Linked DNA regions of Pan troglodytes: region 2 is linked to region 1. The links are chromatin contacts, called in public HiChIP or PLAC-seq maps. All regions are on one chromosome and are shown on one strand. The core of a region is the stretch at or near the end of the contact, and the rest is flanking DNA. Distances in the headings are between cores, read along the strand shown.

Region 1 (6,068 bases), core at 3,167-5,666:
TCCACCTCCCGGGTTCAAGCGATTCTCTTGTCTCAGCCTCCCGAGTAGCTGGGACTACAGGCGCGTGTCACCATGCTCAGCTAATTTTTGTATTTTTAGTAGAAACAGGGTTTCGCCATGTTGGTCAGGCTGGTCTCGAACTTCTGTCCTCAACTGTTCCGCCTGCCTCAGCCTCTGAAAGTGCTAGGATTACACGTGTGAGCCACTGTGCCCAGCGTGTACCTTGGATTTTAGATTACAGAGAGACAAATAATCTAAAACGATCACCTTTCTCTCTAGAACAATGGGTTAGAGGATCCAGAAACAGACCCAAATATGTTAGGGAATACATTAAAAATGGCATTTCAAATCAGTAGAGGAAAAGAAAACTTATTAATGATGCCAAGGCAACTAGTTAAGGCAACTGAAGCATAACCTTGTCCACATTCACTAAAATTCCAGAAGGAACAAAAATTTAAATGTAAGAACTGAAGCTAGGGGTAAATTATTTTTAAAATATTGGAATTCACAAAAAGCCATTCAAAGCATAAGATCCAGAGCATAGAAAAAATGAGTAATACATCTGACTACTACATAAGTACTAAAGACATGTCCATGGCAAAAAAAAAAAAAAAAAAAAAAACCCACAGAAAAACAAAAACAAAACAGAAAAACCACCAACAAAATGAAAGTAAGTGACAAACTGGAGGGAATATTTCCAACATATTTGACAAAGGACTAATTTCCTTAATATATGGAGTTCAAACAGATTAATGAACATGATCAACAGGCTGGGTGCAGTGGCTCAAGCCTGTAATCCCAGCTTTTTGGGAAGCTGAGGTGGGCAGATGGCTTGAACCCAGGAGTTCAAAACCAGCCTGGGCAACATGGCAAAATCCCATCTCTACAAAAAAAATTAAAAAATCAGCTGGGTGTGGTGGTGCATCCCTGTAGTTCCAGTTATTCGGGAGGCTGAGGTGGGAGGATTGTTTGGACCTGAGAGGCAGAAGTTACAGTGAACCAAGATGATGCCACTGCACTCCAGCCTGGGTGACAGAGGGAGGACTGGTTTCAAAAAAAAAAAGTCAACAGCCCAATAATAAGTGGCAAAATACATTAAAGGCCATTTTCAGGGAAAAAAAAATTAAAATAAAAACAGTTTATACACATATAAAAACACCCTAATTAAAGAAATGCAAATTTAAAACAATGATATACCGTGTTGGGTGGGTGTGGTGGTTCGTGCCTGTAATCTCAACACTTCCAGAGGTTGAAGAATCACTTGAGGCCATGAATTGAAGACAAGAGGAACAACACAGTTAAGACCCTATCTCTTAAAAAAAATTTGTTTTTTTTAATTAGCTGGGCATGGTAGCTCATGCCTATACTCCCAACTACTTGGGAGGCTAAGGTGGGAGGATTGCTTGAGCTCAGGATATTGATGGAACCACTGCACTCCAGAGCTTAGGCAACAGGGAGACCGTCTCAAAACAAAAACAAAAAATAAAATTATATACCATGTTCAACCTACAGCTTAACAAGCAATATGGTATAATGGTTAAAACTGCTGGCTCTAGAGTCAGAATATTTGGGATTAAATCCTGGCTCTACTCCTCACTGTGTATTCTCCAGTTTCCTTGGTTGGGTTGAGAACTAAATGAGAAAATGTAATAAAGCAATTAGAACTGTGCCTGGCATGTATATAGTAACTGCTCAGTTAACATTAGTTCTACTAGTTCAATCAATTAGTTCTATTAGTTCAATTCTATTAGTTCAATTAAAATTAGTTTAGACTGAAAAAAAAAAAGAAAAAACGATGATGTTGAAAAGAAAGCAGAGAACTAGGCACTCATATGCCATCATACACCACTGGTAGAAGTACAAACTGGCACAATGTCTTTCAGTGGTAATTTGACATTATCTACTTATTTTATTTATTTATTTTTTTTTGAGACGGAGTCTCGCTCTGTCACCCAGGCTGGAGTGCAGTGGCGCAAAATTGGCTCACTGCAAGCTCCGCCTCCTGGGTTCACGCCATTCTCTTGCCTCAGCCTCCTGAGTAGCTGGGACTACAGGCGCCCGCCACACGCCCAGCTAATGTTTTGTATTTTTAGTAGAGACGGGGTTTCACCATGTTAGCCAGGATGGTCTCGATCTCCTGACCTCGTGATCGCCCACCTCAGCCTCCCAAAGTGCTGGGATTACAGACGTGAGCCACCGCACCCAGCCTATCTACTTATTTTAAATGCACAAACCCTTTTGACTTTGCAATGTACTTTAAAACATTTATCCTACAGATCACATATGTACATAAAAATACATACATACATGTTCATAAAGATACATAGGGATTTTTCATTACAGCAATGTCCTTATTAGCAAAAGACTATAAATAAACTAAATGGTCATCCATATGGGTCTGAACAAACTATGGTGCATCCCAAAATGGAATATTATGATAAAAACATAATCCCCAAGATAGTCAAAAAGCAAATCAAAAAGCAATGTGGACAGCTCTCTCATTAGTGTTTGTATGCAGAGAAGATTTCTGGAAGGAGACACAAGAAATGAGTAACAGCAGTTGCCCTGAGGAGCAAGACTGAGAGTTGAAATCAAATGGAGATTTGCTTTTCACTGAACATCCTGTAAACATGAAATTTTTTCCATGTACATTACTTTTTCAATTGAACAAAAACTAGTTAACTTTTAAAAATGAGTGCAGTCATCATTTATCATTACATCCCTATCAGAAAGGCAGAGGGAGGCATACCAACTGAAGACAAATTCTAAGAGAAATAATGCTAGCCTATCATTGCAGATTAAAGGGCCAAAATGGATATCCTAGAGCAAAGATAGTCCTTGGTCCTTAAAGAACTCTTCTCTAGAGAGTGATAAGAACCACAGGGACTAAGCACATGAGTTATCTTTCCAGATCTCACATTATCCAGGTATTAACTCCAGAGCCTATAAAACAAGAGCTGTTCTTCCCTCCATCTGCAGAAGCATAGGAGTGCTCTTATACTTGGTGTGTTCTTCCCTCCATCTGCAGAAGCATAGGAGTGCTCTTATACTTGGTGTGTTGGTTAAGATGAGGATTTTGGGGGAAGAAGGAAAAGAGAAGGGACTGATGGATATACTTTATTTATTTTTTATTTTTTGAGACGGAGTCTCACGCTGTCGCCCTGGCTGAAGTGCAGTGGCACGATCTCTGCTCATTGCAACCTCCGCCTCCCGGGTTCAAGCAATTCTCCTGCCTCAGCCACCCGAGTAGCTGGGATTAGAGGCATGCGCCACCATGCCTGGCTAATTTTTTGTATTTTTAGTAGAGACAGGGTTTCTCCATGTTGGCCAGGCTGGTCTTGAACTCCTGACCTTGTGATCCGCCTGCTTCGGCCACCCAAAGTGCTGGGATTACAGGCGTGAGCCACCGCGCCCGGCCTGGATATGCTTTATAATGGTCTCCTGGTCCTAATGATATCTTTGGGCAACTTATTTCTTAGTTTTTCCCTTTCATCTTGACACCTTATATATAAATTCACTTTACAATTCACAAAGCACAGTTCTACTTACTTATTAATTCTCTTAACCACCTCGTAGATGGGTATTAAAATGCCATTTTATGAGTTTCAGAGGGGTTTCCTTGTCCCACAAATATTAGGCTTATGTCCTGGCTCCCCCCCATTGAACTCTCCAAACCTGAACCTTTCCACTCTGTGACTTTCTCTCTTCATCCCTGCTCAATCTCCCTGCACCAGCACCTGATTCCATTTTATTCCAGTCAACACTAAACGCCTGTGTTCTTAGGTGCTGTGCTTCTAGACAGTGACAGAGGAAATTTTTTAAGGACCAAGGACAAGATATGTTTTTCCTTCTGGGGACAGATTTGAGCTAGTTGCTTTTTAAATATTGTTCCTTTGTTATTCTGTCTGATAAAACGAAGTAGTGGGCCTTATAAACAGGATCTCACCAGGATTGAATACCTACTATGCTATGATATTGTCTAGACACTTTATTCATTTTATCTCACTTACCCTGTAAAAGCAGGCTCTATTATCTCCACAATACAAATGAGTTGATAGAAATTTAGTGAAGACAAGACAGTTGTTTAATGTCATATAGCTCCTATGTTCCCATGTTGAATAAGGATTCAAACCCCAGTATCTGGCTCTACAGCCTGTGGTACATTACACCATGTTGTCCAACAAGTATAGCTCTCAGGGTTACATGGTTTGTTAAAGTGGTTAAAAACCCCAATCAAAGGCCCGTGGAAGTTCTTAAGCAGGGGTAGGTTATGCCAGAAAAAAAGTAGTGGCTATTCAGCTAATTTTCTCACATTTACTCAGTCTTTCCCGTCTCTAAAATAAAAATGAATCTAAGTTCCAGAGAAAACAAATGGGGGCAGTGTGAGCCAAGGAAGTGAATAATAATAAGCAGAAGAGAAAGGCAGCCTCTGCTCATTGGTAGTCCCAGGAGGTCGGCCTTCTGCAGTTGCCAAGCAACGAGTGTAAACAGCACAAGATCATGGCCACTAACTACAGTGCCAACCAGGTAAGTTCCCATTCTCCATTTCTTTAACGTTTACTTTTGTTTTTCAGATTCTATCTTTGGACTGTCCCCTCTCATAGGATTCTGATCTTTGAACAGATAGCTGAGAGTGGAGTGAGATAATATTTTACCTCCTCAGGGATAGAGAGAGCCCAGGGGCGATCCAAAGGTATCTCTGGGTTAAATTTGTAGGGTGTAAACCAGAAGTTGGCAATTTTTTTTCTGTAAAAGGGTGGAGTGTAAAAATTTTAGGCTTTGCAGGCCAAGTGGCAAAGTCAAAAATATTCTGTAGCTACTTGCATAATTAAAGAAAAACATTTTTCCATAACATTTTTGACAAATTCAAAATATAACTGAGTACAATTTTTTGTACTACTAATGAAAATAATGGAATTTTGGGGGTTGAGAAAACATTTCACTTAACTGGGATTCAAAGTTAGTGTTCCATTTGATTGAATCAACTGTAAATGTTCATTTATAAACATCACCCTTACTCTCAGGCCATCCCCAAACAGGCAGCAATATGGATATGGCCCATAGGCCATAGTTTACCAACTCCTGATCTAGACCAGTGCTGCCCAACAAAAAGAGTGCGAGCCACAAATGTAATTTTAAATTTTCTAGTAGCTACATGAAAAAATTAAAACATAAAATTTAAATATATTGAATTTAACCCAATAAATCCAAATATTATGTCAACATTTAATCAGTATTTAAAAAATTATAATCAGACATTTTACGTTCTTTTTTTGTACTAAATCTCCAAAACCTGCTGGGTGTTGTAGCTCACGTCTGTAATCCCAACACTTTGGGAGGCTGAGGCACAAGGATCGCTTGAGGCCAGGAGTTTGAGACCACCCTGGGCAATATGGTGAGACCTCATCTCTACAAGTAAATTTAAAAATTAGCTGGACATGGTGGCATGCACCTGTAGTCCCAGCTACCTGTGAGTCTGAGGGAGGAGGATCGCTTGAATCCAGGTGTCCAAGGCTGCAGTGAGCTAGGATCATGCCACTGACCCCAACCCAGGTGGCAGACCAAGATCCTATCTCAAAAAAAAAAAAAGAAAAGAAAAAAACTTCAAAATTCAGCATATTTCATATTTATAAAGCACCTCAATTTGAACTAGTCATATTTCAGGTGCTCAACAGCTCCATGTGGCTCCCGGCTCCATGTTGGACAGCACACATCTAGACCAAACAAATTACACCCTTGTCATAGTGATTTAAAGCCTACATGGTTGGTCAGGCCTTTGGTCTTCAAATCTAAAGAATTGTGCCTAGTCTTCATTTCCTGGGTTTGGGGCCTTGAAGTCTCATAGGGCTACTTATCTTTCTCTCCACAGTATGAAAAGGCTTTCTCATCCAAGTATCTGCAGAACTGGTCTCCCACTAAGCCAACAAAAGAGGTATTCCATGTTCAGTGCACCTACAAGATAGCCTCATGCTCTCCCTGTCAATTAACTCCTTTTAGCATTCTCTAAACTCCCATATTCTTCTCTGACCAAGCTCCCCAAATACTTCCCTTTTTCCCCTCACAAACCT
Region 2 (6,153 bases), core at 384-2,883, 140 kb after region 1:
AAACCCAAATATAGAACTTCATTAAGAGTGCACAGCGCCCCCTGGTGGAGTCACAAAGACACACTCTGGGCTCTTCACAGAAAATGTTTCTCTACCCTCTCTGATTCAGAAAAGACACAATCAGGTTACGGCCCATTCCTCCCCATAACACACACAATTCCTCTTCCTCCAGACCTGGGTCCCAGATTGGTTTTTAGGGAGATGACCCAGGTGTGTGGAGCCCTCACCTCAGTGGGACTGAGCTGCCAATCCCCTGCATAGGCCGCATGGAGGTGATATCCCGGCAAGCCCAGGGCACTCATGTGTATAGTGTGCGCCACCTGAGGAAAAGAGGATTCAGTGGAGAAAAGCGCATTCCTGCTCCACTTCAATCCCTCATCCCACCCTTAGTCTTTTCCCCATCCAGAGGGCCTCTCAAGAATCCTAAATATTCCAACATATACAGAGAAGGTCATCAGATTAAAAGCAACAAGTCCCACAGGCACGGAGGTAAAGAGAACCCCATATCCTCCCTCATTTGTCCCACATAGACTGGCTAGGGCTGGAGTACAAAGGAAAGGAGAAGATGATCCAGGGACAGGAAAGGGGGAATAGTAAGGAGGGGCCAGAGAAGTGGGAGCACCTGGAAATGGCTGCTCAGAACCTTGTTGACAACGAGCTTCACGCCCTCCATCTGTGCTGGGAATACATCTGAAGGGGGTAGGGGAAGGGAAGGAATAAGCACAGACAAAGAACCCCTATCCCAAAAGATAGTCTCCCCTTTCAATCCCATAGGGAACACTTTGGAGGAATTAACCTCCTTTCAAGTCCTGCAATGAAATGCTCCACTTCATTTGGGCACCTGATCCTCCCTGAGGCTGCATGACCCAGCTATGATCTCCCCTTTCCTGCTCCCATCGCCAGACATCCGGCATTCAAGACCCTCCACTCCTCTGCCCCTTCATCCTGAGACACCCAAGTGCCAAGTTCTCACCTTTGCATAGCCGGTGCAGCTCATCGAAGCTCCCAGGGTTGGGCAGGGGTTCCTCTCGGCGGGGGCTCCGGCGGGGCAAAGTCCCCATTGGTGCCAGGCCCAATGTGTTCCCCATTTTAGTCCAGAGGACTGGGAAGGGCCGAGGTTAGCCTGTGAAAGGACGCTATTGCCCCTTTACCCCCCAACGGGCCCCACCCCCCATTATCCGGCTCCCCAGCCTCAGAAACTTCCACATGGTCCGACGCTACACCTGGAACAGGAAGAGTAGGGAAGGAGAGCACTCATGGAGAGACAACCCTAGGCACACTCCCGCCCCATCTTTGATCTCTCACCCCCACTTGTCACCCTTGTCCTCTCTCCCTTTCTCTGATCCTAGCCCCCACCACAGACTTCACCTAGCTCCCTAGCCTCTCTATTCTTCATTCCCAGGCCCCAAGACCAGGCCTGCAATGGTGCAGTATCCCTTACCATCTCAGACCATCATGCTGCCCCTTTCCCCCCGGCACACCCCGGTCATCTTGATGGGGGCAGCCATCTTGAGTGATGGCAGAACTGCAGCTTCACGCTGCATTCTTAGCGTGGCCGTAAGCGCCATCTTTGAATCTGGCAAAGAAAGCTGTCAAAGACCCAACCCAACCCTGATTGGGCCCCGCCCAATCAATGAAAAAAAAAAAAAAAGCCTCCTATTTACCATGGGCCAATGGGAAGGGAGGAAGAAAATGAGTGGCAGGTCTGACGGCCCAAGAGCTTCAACCCTGGAGCTGCAGAGGCGGGCAGGACTTGAAGTGGAAGGCTTTAGATCACTAGGCCTCTCCAAGGTCGGAAAAAAACTTGTGAGCGTGCAAGACACTAGAGGGAGCATCTTGTAGCTTGGGCCACTGAAGCTCCTTCCACCCATGTAGTTTCATCCATCAGAAAAGTGAAACTACAGCTTGTAGACTGGCATAGTGTGAAGGGTGGCAGAAAGAACGATTATGAAGACTTCTTTGGAACCCTGGTTCATTTCTTTCGCTCCCTTCTCTCCAAAGAACCCATGGGAAATCCTCCTCACAGCCCTCCACAGCGCACCTCCAAATGAGTACTACTCATTAAGCGCAGCACTCCCTAGAACAGGGACCCACCCTTCTCTTCTGGAGGTCTACATCTCTCGAAGTCCCCGCTCTTGACCACTTGGTGGAATGGAAACGGGTGTGAGAGTTTGGCGCAGAGGAGTAAGTTCTAGCAGAACTATTCGCTGAAACAGCTGCTTTCTGTATTTAACCCTTCCTTCCCTGAGTTCCAAGGCAGAGTTGGCAAATAAAATCTAGGAATATGGAGCCTGGCCCCCAAAAGCACTCCATCCCAGGACCAAGGACAAGCCAAAGGGCTGACCTCAAGCACTAAGCGCTCCACAGGGGAATAATTGAAAATGGAGTAAGAGTTCTTGGTCTTGGAGGGTGAAGGGTGGGAGGAGGGAGAAGATCAAGAAAAATAACTAATGGATATTAGGCTTAATACCTGGGTGATGAAATAATCTGTACAACAAATCCCCATGACACAAGTTTACGTGTGTAACAAACTTGCATATATAGGCCAGGCGCGGTGGCTCATGCCTGTAATCCTAGCACTTTGGGAGGCCGAGGCGGGCAGATCACCTGAGGTCGGGAGTTCAAGACCAGCCTGACCAACATGGAGAAACCCCGTCTCTACTAAAAATACAAAATTACCCGGGCGTGGTGGCGCATGCCTGTAATCCCAGCTACTTGGGATGCTGAGGCAGGAGAATCGCTTGAACCCAGGAGGTGGAGGTTGCAGTGAGCCGAGATCATGCCATTACGCTCCAGCCTGAGCAACAAGAGCAAAACTCCGTCTCAGGAAAACAAACAAACAAAAAAACCTGCACATACACTTCTGAATTTAAAACAAAAGTTAAAAAACAAAGATTTCTTGGTCTCTGGTCACTACCTCCCTCATTAGCTCTGCGCCTCCACTCTCACCCTCAGGAATGTTCCACATACTCAGCGAGTATGCTTGGGGGGCAAAAGGGTGAAAGATACAAAAGCTTCTGATATCTATTTAACTGATTTCACCCAAATGCTTTGAACCTGGGAATGTACCTCTCCCCCTCCCCCACCCCCAACAGGAGTGAGACAAGGGCCAGGGCTATTGCCCCTGCTGACTCAATATTGGCTGATCACTGCCTAGAACTGATAAGGTGATCAAATGACCAGGCGCCTTCAACCTTTACCCTGGTAGAAGCCTCTTATTCACCTCTTTTCCTGCCAGAGCCCTCCGTTGGGAGGGTATGGGCGGAAGCTGTTTTCTGAATTTGTTTTACTGGGGGTAGGGTATGTTCAGTGATCAGCATCCAGGTCATTCTGGGCTCTCCTGTTTTCTCCCCGTCTCATTACACATTAACTCAAAAACGGACAAGATCATTTACACTTGCCCTCTTACCCGACCCTCATTCCCCTAACCCCCATAGCCCTCAACCCTGTCCCTGATTTCAATTCCTTTCTCCTTTCTTCTGCTCCCCAATATCTCTCTGCCAAGTTGCAGTAAAGTGGGATAAGGTTGAGAGATGAGATCTACCCATAATGGAATAAAGACACCATAAGCTTTCCATGGTATGATGGGTTGATGGTATTCCATGTGTTGATATGTCAGAGCTTTCCAGAGAAATAACTTGGAATCCTGCTTCCTGTTGCATTCAAGTCCAAGGACCTCAGATCTCAAAAGAATGAACCTCAAATATACCTGAAGTGTACCCCCTTAGCCTCCACTAAGAGCTGTACCCCCTGCCTCTCACCCCATCACCATGAGTCTTCCATGTGCTTGTCCTCTCCTCCCCCATTTCTCCAACTTGTTTATCCTCACATAATCCCTGCCCCACTGGGCCCATCCATAGTCCCTGTCACCTGACAGGGGGTGGGTAAACAGACAGGTATATAGCCCCTTCCTCTCCAGCCAGGGCAGGCACAGACACCAAGGACAGAGACGCTGACTAGGTAAGATAAGGAGGCAAGATGTGTGAGCAGCATCCAAAGAGGCCTGGGCTTCAGTTGTGGAGAGGGAGAGAGCCAGGTTGGAATGGGCAGCAGGTAGGGAGATCCCTGGGGAGGAGCTGAAGCCCATTTGGCTTCAGTGTCCCCCAAACCCCCACCACCCTCTTCCTAGGCCGCCTTCCCCACTGTTACCAACATGAAGCTGCTCGCAGCAACTGTGCTGCTCCTCACCATCTGCAGCCTTGAAGGTGGGTGTGATATGGAGAGGGGGCCAAAAGGGAGAATGTGCTGGTGGTTATAGCTACCTATCTGCCTGTGCTCTTATATCCAGGTCTGGCAACCAGAGGGCTCAAAAGGAAGATCATTCCCTCTCTAAAGCCCAGAAAGCCCATCCAGAGATCTGGCTGGATACCTTTTTGGGGAGGGGGCAGACAGCTGGGGTGGGTACTGGCAGAGGTATGGCAGGAGGCCAGGATTCATTGCTGTGGACCCAGCTGAAAAGAGTGTGTGTGTGTGTGTGTGTGTGTGTGTGTGTGTGTGCAGGAGCTTTGGTTCGGAGACAGGCAAAGGAGCCATGTGTGGACAACCTGGTTTCTCAGTACTTCCAGACCGTGACTGACTATGGCAAGGACCTGATGGAGAAGGTCAAGAGCCCAGAGCTTCAGGCCGAGGCCAAGTAAGTCTCAGAGCAAGGAGTTCAGGGGCTGTGGAACTGTGGAGAGAAAGAAGGGAAGATGAGAGGTCCCACAGAAGTCTGAACCCAGGGGTGGGGATTAGGGCAGATTAGGCTTAAATTGCAGAGAAAAAGTACTTCATCACCCAAAGATCCCACACGTCTCTTAGATAGAGAGGAACAGCAAGAACTGGGCCTTGAATTTCAGTCTCTAGAGTCTGTCCCTCTACCTAGCAAAGGTCTTGACTCTACTCCTACCTAGGGGCTTTGCCATGCGATGGACCAGGCACTAGAGTTTGGGGACCTGAGTCAGTCTGCTCTGACCTCCCACCACCACCAAGGCCCCTGCCAGTGCCTAGGGTCCCTCAGATTAAACTCTAATCCCCTCGCCTATCCAGGTCTTACTTTGAAAAGTCAAAGGAGCAGCTGACACCCCTGATCAAGAAGGCTGGAACGGAACTGGTTAACTTCTTGAGCTATTTCATGGAACTTGGAACACAGCCTGCCACCCAGTGAAGTGTCCAGACCATTGTCTTCCAACCCCAGCTGGCCTCTAGAACACCCACTGGCCAGGCCTAGAGCTCCTGTCCCTACCCACTCTTTGCTACAATAAATGCTGAATGAATCCAGCTCTGAGCCTGGTATGTTTGCGGGACTGGGAAAAGTAGGGGAGTAAGGGAGGAGAAGAGGAAGGAAAAGGAAAAATCTGCTTCTAGAAGGAGAGAAGTTTGAGTGTGGAGGGGTGAAGAAAGGATTGAAGACACAACTGATGAAAATGACAGGATGAGGGTGCCATGATTCTTCTCCAAACCCAAAGAGTCTCCTACAGCCTGGGCACGACTCTGCAGGTGAACACTAAAGAGGCTTTGCATTGCACACGGAACTAGGCGAGGAAGGAAGGATTCACAAACTGAATCCCTCGATTTCTGGAGGTCATAGAAAATGAGGGTACCCTGGTGGGGCGCAGTGGCTCACACCTGTAATCCCTGCACTTTGGGAGGCCAAGGCAGGTGGATCACTTGAGATCAGGAGTTCCAGACCAGCCTAGCCAACATGGTAAAACCCTGTCTCTACTAAAAATACAAAAATTAGCCAGGTGTTGTGGCACGTGCCTGTAATCCCAGCTACTCGGGAGACTGAGGCAGGAGAATCGCTTGAACCGGGGAGGCGGAGGTTGCAGTGAGCTGACATTGTGCCACTGCACTCCAGCCTAGGTGACAGAGCAAGACTCTGTCTCAAAAAAAAAAAAAAAAAAAAGAAAGTAAAGAAAAAAAGAAAATGAGGGTACCCCTCATAATTTCCTGTTAGTCATTCTATGAAGAAAAGAAAGCTTCCCAACGTGTCACCCGAGGCCCTCCTTTCCCTCCTGAGCCAGGGGAACACTGTGTTTCCCCCTTTCCCACAATAAAAGACTTGAGTTTGCTCCTCTCCCTAGAAGTGCTCTAATTTCTCCATTTAAAACCTCTTATCTAGACCAGGTATCGAGGCTCACACCTGTAACCCCAGCACTTTGGAAGGCTGAG

The links. HiChIP or PLAC-seq counts read pairs in DNA pulled down with a chosen protein or histone mark.
Region 2: a contact with region 1 is called in an H3K4me3 HiChIP or PLAC-seq map of stem cell-derived excitatory neurons, with 11 times the contacts expected there. The contact joins the promoter of TOMM40L here to the promoter of CFAP126 in region 1. A contact is called at or near these places in 2 of 7 Hi-C or Micro-C datasets (induced pluripotent stem cells and stem cell-derived neural progenitor cells), 1 of 1 datasets of contacts at active chromatin or transcription factors (stem cell-derived excitatory neurons) and 1 of 1 other capture datasets (stem cell-derived neural stem cells).

Annotation. Positions count from the first base shown.
Region 1 is chr1:87,849,206-87,855,273 of NHGRI_mPanTro3-v2.0_pri, forward strand. CFAP126 (cilia and flagella associated protein 126) reads left to right here and starts at 4,417. Exons shown (of 5, transcript XM_016930991.3): 1 at 4,417-4,527; 2 at 5,870-5,932. The coding sequence starts at 4,501.
Region 2 is chr1:87,991,465-87,997,617 of NHGRI_mPanTro3-v2.0_pri, forward strand. It overlaps TOMM40L (translocase of outer mitochondrial membrane 40 like), which reads right to left and starts at 1,634. Exons shown (of 10, transcript XM_001173832.7): 1 at 1,442-1,634; 2 at 974-1,223; 3 at 623-690; 4 at 228-320. The coding sequence starts at 1,088. It overlaps APOA2 (apolipoprotein A2), which reads left to right and starts at 4,154. Exons shown (of 3, transcript NM_001008976.1): 1 at 4,154-4,205; 2 at 4,501-4,633; 3 at 5,029-5,146. The coding sequence starts at 4,154. The coding sequence ends at 5,146.